Regions from separate parts of the Rattus norvegicus genome. Here region 1 is linked to region 2. A link is a contact called in public Hi-C data. All regions are on one chromosome and are shown on one strand. The core of a region is the stretch at or near the end of the contact, and the rest is flanking DNA. Distances in the headings are between cores, read along the strand shown. Region 1 holds the start of Meis1 (Meis homeobox 1). Region 2 holds the start of Etaa1 (ETAA1 activator of ATR kinase).

Region 1 (4,049 bases), core at 416-2,915, 980 kb before region 2:
CAGCGCCGGCCGCAGCGCAGCCGAGCTCTGCAGCCTCGCCGCGCCGTGCCCTCGGGCGCACGGCTAACCTTGCGGACTGCGCGACCGAGAAAGAGCCTCGGGTCCGGGGGCTCCCAGGTCCCGGCGGCCCGCGAGGTCTGGCAGCTAGGTGCGGGCGCTGAGTTTCGCTCTCCGGCGGTCATAAATAGCTCGGTGTTTGTAAACAAGCGCTGGGGGCACATTCCCGGCGCTCGGCTCATTGTTCCCTCCCTTCCTCCCTCACTTCGCGCCGCGGCTAGGGCTGAGGGCTACCAGGGTGAGGAGGCGGGGGCGTCGGGACCCAAAGTGGCAAAATGCAAGCATTTCCATAACTCCAGCCCTACGACCACTTCTGACAGCGGGGGCCGGGGTGGGGGTAGAAAAAAAGAAAAAACCCAAAACCAAAAGAAAAAAGGAAAGAAAACCTCTAAGCTGGGTTTGCAGAACGCCCGGGCGACCGCTACCCCACGTTCTCGGGACTCCTGAGCTGAACCTTTTCCAATCCAGCACCAGCTCCTCTTCTTGCTCTGGCTTTGACTTTTCTTCTCCGGGAGTCTAGCAGAGAATCCAGTACTTTTGGCATCAACCCCCCACCCCGAAAAATACTGGCAGACCCCAATAATTTCGAGGAAAGTCTTGAAGTCTTTCATGAGCGGAGCACTGAGCGAATTAACTCCGGCATCTGCCTGCCCTACGTTTATTCCCGATTTATTTCAAGAGTCCGCTTTGGGAAGAGAGGCTGGAAGGGGACCTAAAGTCGGCGGGTCGGGAGCTGCAGCCTGCATTTGTGTGCATGTGCCTTGGGTGTGTGGTGTTAGTGCCTGGGCGTGCGAATTCATGGAGCGCCTTTCTGCCTCTCCAGTGCGGCCAGAGCTCGCTTCGCGCACCCACCCCTGCCGAGGAGCCTACTTGCTGCAGCCCAATGCATTGTGTAAGACGCGACCTGTTATGGCCACCACTACTTCCGGGTTCTAGCATTCTGGTCGGAATCCACCTCTCCGCCTGTGCAACACACACTTTACACACGCACGGCGACTGCAAGCGGGCAGCATCGATCGTGGCTCCTTTAAGACAAACTCAGACAGACATTTTTTTAACCCTCCTCTCTAATCTCCCTTCAGTGCAGCAGTTGCAAAGAGGGAGAGAGAAAGAGAAAGAGAGCGAGAGAAGAGAGAAACTGATTGGGAATTAGGACTGATTCAAGGAAAGCGGGCGCTAGGGCTTTGTGCATTTGAATATTAACATTTGAGGTGTTCTGACCAGAAGAAGACAGAACGGATGATCATTCATTCACCACGTTGACAACCTCGCCTGTGATTGACAGCTGGAGTGGCAGAAAGCCATGAGATTTGGTAGTTGGTTCTGAGGGGCGCTCTTTTTTTTCTTTTTCTTTTCTTTTCTTTCTTTTTTTTTAACTGATTTTTTTGGGGGGGAAGAGAAGATCTGCTTTTTTTTCCCTCCCACTGCTGTCTTGGTGGAACCAGAGCGCTTTTATGCTCAGCGACGCGGGCGCCTTGCTTCAGGTCCGGTAGACCGAAGATCTGGGACCAGTAATTCACACTGCTGGAGACGCAAAGGGATTTTTTTGTTACTGTTGTGCTTTATTTTTTTTTCCGAGGGAGTTTGCATATTTGTTTCTTTTCACACTGGCCTTAAAGAGGATATATTAGAAGTTGAAGAAGGAAGGGAGGCAGAGAGGCCGATGGCGCAAAGGGTACGTATTAAAAACAATTGTGGAACTCAAATGTGAGATTAAATTGAAACGTGGCTGAAAGACACTGTTGCTAAGTTTCCTCTTTCCTTTCTCTCTTTTTGAATGAGGTTCCTAAAGCCGCGGCCTAAATCGACAGGTTTACTTAATGCATTTGTAGCCTTATGCATGTTACTCGTGGGTTATTAATTCAAGTGATCAAGTAGTCTATAGATTCCTAGCCAACAGCTATATAAATAAAAATACAAGCCCGAGGAATCACCTGTTTTAAAAGGAAAGAAAGAGGAGGGGGAAATGCTACATATCCAGTGCTGTAATTTAAGCATTTAGGGACCAAAAGTTTAAAGCTACGTTTAATTAAAATGAGCAGCTGGGAACTTTAGCGTTATTATCGATTATGCACATCTTTAATATCATTAGAAGTAGGTAGCATTTTTAGATAAGGAATGTCCTGGTGTAGTGGAGTTTTGGTTGGAAAAACATTCCTCTTTTAAAAGTAATTTTAATTTGCATGGGTTTTTATGCAAGATAATAAGTTTGCAGATTTTTTTTCTTAGCTAAGTTCTTTACCACTTAGATACTAAACACAGAGCTACTCAGTTTAAAAATGCAATCCTAATTTCCCCAATATTCCTATTTGAATGGAAATGCCTTGAAAGTAAACTGAGACAATGACGGGCCGGCTGAGGTGGCTTCTTAAAAGAAAAGGGTCTACAAAAAGGCTGCCTTGCATAATTTGTGTCTTGGCCCTCAAAGCCCCTTTTGGGAAAGAAAGTTACTGGAGGACACATTTTTTTCTTTCTTCTCTCAGTTCAGGCAAATGTCAGGATTCTCCCAAACTCTTCACACCTCTGTCTTTCAGAGGATGAAAGTGGCAGTTCTTTGGAAATCATTTCCTTCTCCCCATTTCCAAATCTTAGAAAAGAAACTTGCCTGGAATAAAACAGAAAAATTGAAATAGCTGAATTTATCACAGACAGTCAAGGCAATCAATTTGAAAGCAGCCCCATCCCCCAGATTTTCATGTGTGTTTTGCTTTTGAGTCTGTTTAAAAAAAAAAACTAACATGTAACTATTGCTTCCTGGACTCTTACTCTAGGGAGAAAGTTTGTGAGGGTAAAAAAAAAATATAAAACAACATTAGTTGCTTCCTTTATAGCTTTTATTTAAGTTTGGAAATAATGTTGCCCAGTTGTATGTTCAGCTGTAAAAGGCAACAAGCTGCCTTATGCACACTTCAGTATAACATATATGGGGGGGGGGTCGTTTTGTATAATTTAGCAGAGTTTGGGGAACCAAGGCAAACTCAGTGTCTTACAGGACTGCCAATCCCATGCTGGTTGAGAAATAAAATAAGAAGCCTTTCAGAATTCACTGCTTGGCACAACTATTCCCATCGTAATTTTTTAACCCCCCTTCTGAAGTAAAAGGGGCTCTGTGAAGCTAGGCAGGTCAGCTACACTGTCCCAGCACGTTTTATTGTTGTGATTTTCGGTTTCCTCCTCCAGAAACATGCATGTTTTACCTTCCGCCTCCGGGAGAATGCCTCTCTGCCTTTCCTTCTTCCTTCCTCCCTTCCTTGCCAAAAGATTTTGGATTTCTGAATTGGTCTACATGGACACAAGTTAGGACAGGCACCTTCATCTCGGATGAGTCTCGCTGAGAATTCTGGAGTTCTTACTGTTAAAATTATTTTTTACAACAGAAAGCTCAACTTCAGAGATGTAAGGCCACGGAGTTCAGGTTGAGGGATCCAGCTGGACTGATCTAAGCTCATTGCCCTACCGTTCCCATTTACTCGCCTGGCTCTGACTCTTTTTTCTCTCCTGTTTGTCATGCAGTACGACGATCTACCCCATTATGGGGGCATGGATGGAGTAGGCATCCCCTCCACGATGTATGGGGACCCGCATGCAGCCAGGTCTATGCAGCCGGTCCACCACCTGAACCACGGGCCTCCTCTGCACTCTCATCAGTACCCGCACACAGCTCATACCAACGCCATGGCCCCCAGCATGGGCTCCTCAGTCAATGACGCTTTAAAGAGAGATAAAGATGCCATTTATGGGTAGGTATAGTGGAAAGGAGTTAAGGAGTCGAGGCGCGATGCTTCCCCCATTTCCCAAGCCCTTGCAACCGGAAAGTCAAAGCACTCTAGATTAGAAGTTCATAGCTGGTGACTTTTCATTCACATTGAGTGGAAACTGGGTTGGGGTGGAGCGGGGGAGCCTCCTCCCGATTTCCAACTGCACTTGGTGCAGGCTCAGCGCCCGGCTTGGCCGCCACGTTGGCCGCAAAGGAGTCCCAGTGCTGGAGTGGC
Region 2 (4,532 bases), core at 807-3,306:
ATTCCACACTGTACCTTTACAGGGTGTTACGAATGTTTTTAAGGGATGGATGTGTATTGGGCTTTGTATGTTTAGGTGGGCAATTATACCTTATCAATTGGGCCAAAGGTTATTGTGTTGTGTGTTTTTTCATGTAGCAACTTAAGTGTAAGAAAGTGTGTGGCGGCTGGTCTGGACCGCCACAGAGTTGGGATGTGTGTTTCTGGCATGGAAACCTGCCTTGGGAACTAGATAGGTAGAGAGATTGCTGCCAGGCTCAGAGAGAAGCCTTTGGCAGTGTGATATGGGATGGAGCAGAGCGGGTGAGACGCTTTGGTGACTGAGAATTAAGGTATCCAGCAGACATCTTGGGGCACTGCAGTGTAGACCTAGTGGGGATAAAAGACAGCCCTTTTTATTTTTTATATTTTTACAACAACACCATAGTCCTTTCTCATTATTTAGATGACTTTACATGTATTATACAAAGCCTCTGCTTACATGGAAGTCAGTGGAAGTGTTTTTATTCTGTTCCATTCATTTATTTGTCTGTCCCTTCACCACCACTAGAACACTGTCTTAACTCTTAACCACTCTCCTGACATTTGACTGATAATTCAGTTTCATTATGCCTTCAGAGATCAAGAATTTCTTGTCTATTTTTTCCCTTTTCATTTCCACGTATGTCTTAGAATAAAGGTATCCTCCATTGCATGTGCATGTGCTCCTGTTCTGAGACATCATCAGCACTGACTATAGACAGATTTGGGAAGAACTGACCCTGTAAATGTAGTGAGTGACACAGCACACAAACACAGCATAATCCTTTTTATTTTGGTCTTCAATTTACTTCAAAGGTGTTTTATAGTTCTCTCTGTGAAGTCAGCACTCTTTAATTTTACTACTTATTGCAAGTTATATTCCCTTATAACTGAGAATTTGGTAAGGCACAATGGACCTTTGAGTTTCACTTTATACTGGGAATGGAAGAAGGCACATCTATGTTGATGATCCTACAAGGCCCAACTGACTGTTTAGGGCCTACACCTGAGGTCCAAGTACTGACTACCATGAGGCGGGAAGACCAGGAGTTTACGGCTACACTGCATTAAATAAAGAGGCAGGGCACAAACAAGACATTGTCTGCAAAACAAAAAGACAGACACAATTCATGATAAGGAAGCTGAGGGTATAAAACCAAATAATCTTTATGGCTTTTTTTCAGTGCCCCAACTTAGCCACTACCGGCCCAGCTGCCAGGAATAGCATCCTGTAGACTATCAGGTAAAACCTTTAGAATACATTGTTACCAGTCCACTAACTTTCATCAACCAAACAGGAAGGATATCACGAACGATCCTTACTTAAAGACTATGGAAGAATTCATTTCTGCTTTGCTGTAACCCACCTAACACTTGTCCCTAACTAAGAACCTGGCAAAGGCCTTGTCTTTTGTTCTGTGACTGTTAAGGTCTGTGCAATTGCTTTTATATTGAAACATGTTTTTAGGCCAACCTGAATCAATGCTCCCTGGCCATGGTAATTATTACTTAATTCAAAACAAATGCTGTCTTATTCTAATATGACAGCTCGGCTTTGCATGTACAGTTTCCAGCGAATGTTAGTTCATTAAATTAGTAAGTCTTCCTACATTTTGGATTTTTCTATACACATAACATCTATAAACTGTTGAGATTATTCTCTCCTATACTATTTATATATCTATTTTCTCATTATTACCGAATAACACACCATCATTTGAATTTTAGACATAATCGATTTAAATTGTAAATTCAATAAGAATCTGTCATCCTATTTGATTTCTTTACTGTCTCACATACTAAGTCCCAGTCACATGTCCAGAAAAGAGTCCTGCAATTCCTCCTAAGTTGGGGGAGGTTGAAGATCCACCTCTGAACGCTCAAGTTTCCCCTGCTGAAGCTGCCTCAGCCATTTGTCCCGCAGGCAGCCTCCGTAACCCCGCCTCTCAAACTGACACAGCCAATCGATATCAGGCTTAGTCACCCCGCCCCTAGACGGAGGCAGCCAATCAGAAGCAGTGTGTTTTGCGCGCCGGACTTGCAAAGATGGCGGTGATCGGTGGCGCGCGGCCTCTTAGCGGAGCGGTTGTCCCGCTCCTCCGTAGCAAGATGTGAATGCGGCTGAAGGACGGTGCCACGGGAATGAGTCGGCGAAGGAAGCATGCGGACAGCCCTGTGCGGACGCGCAGGGCGGGTGCCGAGAACTGCTGCTCGGCAGCGGAACTGTGGCCCCGGGCGTCCAGGGCGGCCCGCAGCTCCCAGCCCAGCCGGGCGGGAACGCGGTCTGCGCTGCGGTCGCAACGGCGGGCAGCGGCTGACGGCGGGCGGAGCCCGGGGGGTGAGAAGAGGGCGGGGAGCGGAGCTCGGCGGTGTGGACCGGGCCGGAGGCTTAGAGCTGCAGCACCAAGGCCCCTCCATGGGGCCTTTTCTGGCTGACTCTTTGGTTGTGGGCGGGGTCTGTGCCCTGTACTACGTCCAGGAAATTGGGCGCCTAAGCCTTTTTTCTGTTTCCCTCGCTGTTTTGTTTTGCAAAAAGGGCCACCTCAGGAACAGTGTGCTCCCGGAACTTGCTAAGTGTAACATCCGGTTAGCCTAGTAAACCGATGGATGGTGCATTCCTTTCTGTAAACTTTTGGAGTTAAAAGATTTCTATCCCAGTAAGGACCAGACTCATAACCTCTATCCTAGAGTGTGTTCTTAAAATACAACGTCTATTAACTTGCCTGTTTCTGCCATGATAAACCAAAGCAGGGGAAAGAATAATAACATTGTAAAAGTTTAAGTGATTCTAGACAGAGCTTCCCTAGAAACAAGTCACTAATGGTTTTAGAGTGGAGTGAGTAGAAAATGTGGGTAGAGTTTAGCTTGTGAGAGTTTAGTGTGGGATTCTGTTTGGATGCATTTGCAACACATCTGCTGCCAACTTGGAGGTCCCTAGAGCCTGGTGTTAGTAATTCAGTGACCAGGTGGTATCATTCCTGAGCCTATGGAATTTTCAAAAAACACTTCCTAACTACAGTGCCAAACTTAAGAAGTATTGAGACATTATTTTTATTGAAACATTTCCATTGTGGTTAAAGTACTTGTCTTTAAGAGACAAATTTTATATTGGACATAAAAATTAATTTGTCTAAGCTGTTATTTGACTTTAACTCTTATGAAGTAAATGCAACGATTGTCATCTTATGCAGAAAAGGAGACACCAACACAAGTTCTGAAAGTGAATTTATTGTCCTGTACCTTCAGTTCTCCAAATGATCCAGATGGACAGACTGATATCTTCTGGGATCAAAATTCTCCAATGACAAAACAGTTAGGTAATCTGTTATTATTTTTATGTGGGTCAGTGCTTGATGAAGGATTAGTGTTGGTAAAATTTTAATCCATTGGCATCATTATTCATTGTTCTTGGTTTTGTTTTGTTTTTAAGAATCTCGTGTGATTTTTTTCTGTCTAAATATGCCACGATGTTAATGTGGAGTTGTTTAAGTTGTACTGACTACAATTGTTTCCTTAAAGATGACAACTGGTTTTAAAATTCCTGGTCTAAAATTGATAAAAATGCCTGCTTCTTTAGGTAAAAGAAGAACAAAGCGGATTTCCAGTGCATACAGTGATGAGATTTCACATATTGTTAATCGTATTGCTCCTCAGGTAAGTATGGCAAGGCTCGTGGTTTATAAAACAGCAAAAAATTGTATGATCTTTGCTTGTGTGGTTCTTTCATATATAAAATAGCATGTTTAGAGCAAACAAGGTTATGTTTGGCTTTTCTGAGTGCCTGTCTTCTGAAACAACGAATGAACTATAAAATGTTCAGTATAGTCATCTGTCAGAATCCATAGGGCATGGTTTCATGACTCCATTGGATATCCAGATCTACAGATTCTGAAGTTCTTTACATAAAGTGGTGTGGTTTTGCATGGTGACCTGTGCAAGTCCTTTCATATATACTGTCTCTCTTCTTTCATTCATTCATTTGCTAATGCTAAAACTCAAACTCAGGGACTCACTTTTACTGGGCAAGTGCCCTACCACTAAACTATGCCTTCACTCCCTTCTGTCTATTTAGGTTATCTCTAGGTTATTTACTTCTTAAATAATGTAGTAGTTAGTTGCTATGGTGTACTGAAGTTTTTATTGTTAGTGCTTTGTTGATGAGTGTCAGTTGTAGGTGGCACAGTAGAGAGAGAAGCTTACCAAGATGCTAAGTCTTCATTTTCCGAAGTAGCAGAGGGGTTTAGCCTTCTTGGAAAAGACTGACATCAGCTAGCTCACCTCACCCCAGGTACTTTATTCAAACATTATACAAGGTTAATTGGGGCTGGGAAAGGTTCCAGCTACCAAAATTATCTTGCCCTTGCTGCCCATGAGAGCAGACAAATCTCTGTCCCTTTTGACCACAGCCAGCCATCATCAGAAGCGGAGCCCCAGGTTTGTGAGGAGTGTCTTGGGACCGAGGTTGGTGCAGCTGCAAGTAAGCTTTCATGGGCAGATTCTTTAGAGAGAGAT

The links. A called contact is a pair of places that touch in the nucleus more often than the background predicts.
Region 1: a Hi-C map of hepatocytes shows a contact between it and region 2, with 1.7 times the contacts expected there. The contact joins the promoter of Meis1 here to the promoter of Etaa1 in region 2. A contact is called at or near these places in 3 of 12 Hi-C or Micro-C datasets (Schwann cells, hepatocytes and mammary epithelial cells) and 1 of 1 datasets of contacts at active chromatin or transcription factors (oligodendrocytes).

What each region holds. Positions count from the first base shown.
Region 1 is chr14:97,492,699-97,496,747 of GRCr8, reverse strand. Meis1 (Meis homeobox 1) reads left to right here and starts at 1,665. Exons shown (of 13, transcript NM_001134702.1): 1 at 1,665-1,732; 2 at 3,571-3,797. The coding sequence starts at 1,721.
Region 2 is chr14:96,513,141-96,517,672 of GRCr8, reverse strand. It overlaps Etaa1 (ETAA1 activator of ATR kinase), which reads left to right and starts at 2,056. Exons shown (of 6, transcript NM_001109094.2): 1 at 2,056-2,358; 2 at 3,212-3,337; 3 at 3,598-3,674. The coding sequence starts at 2,136.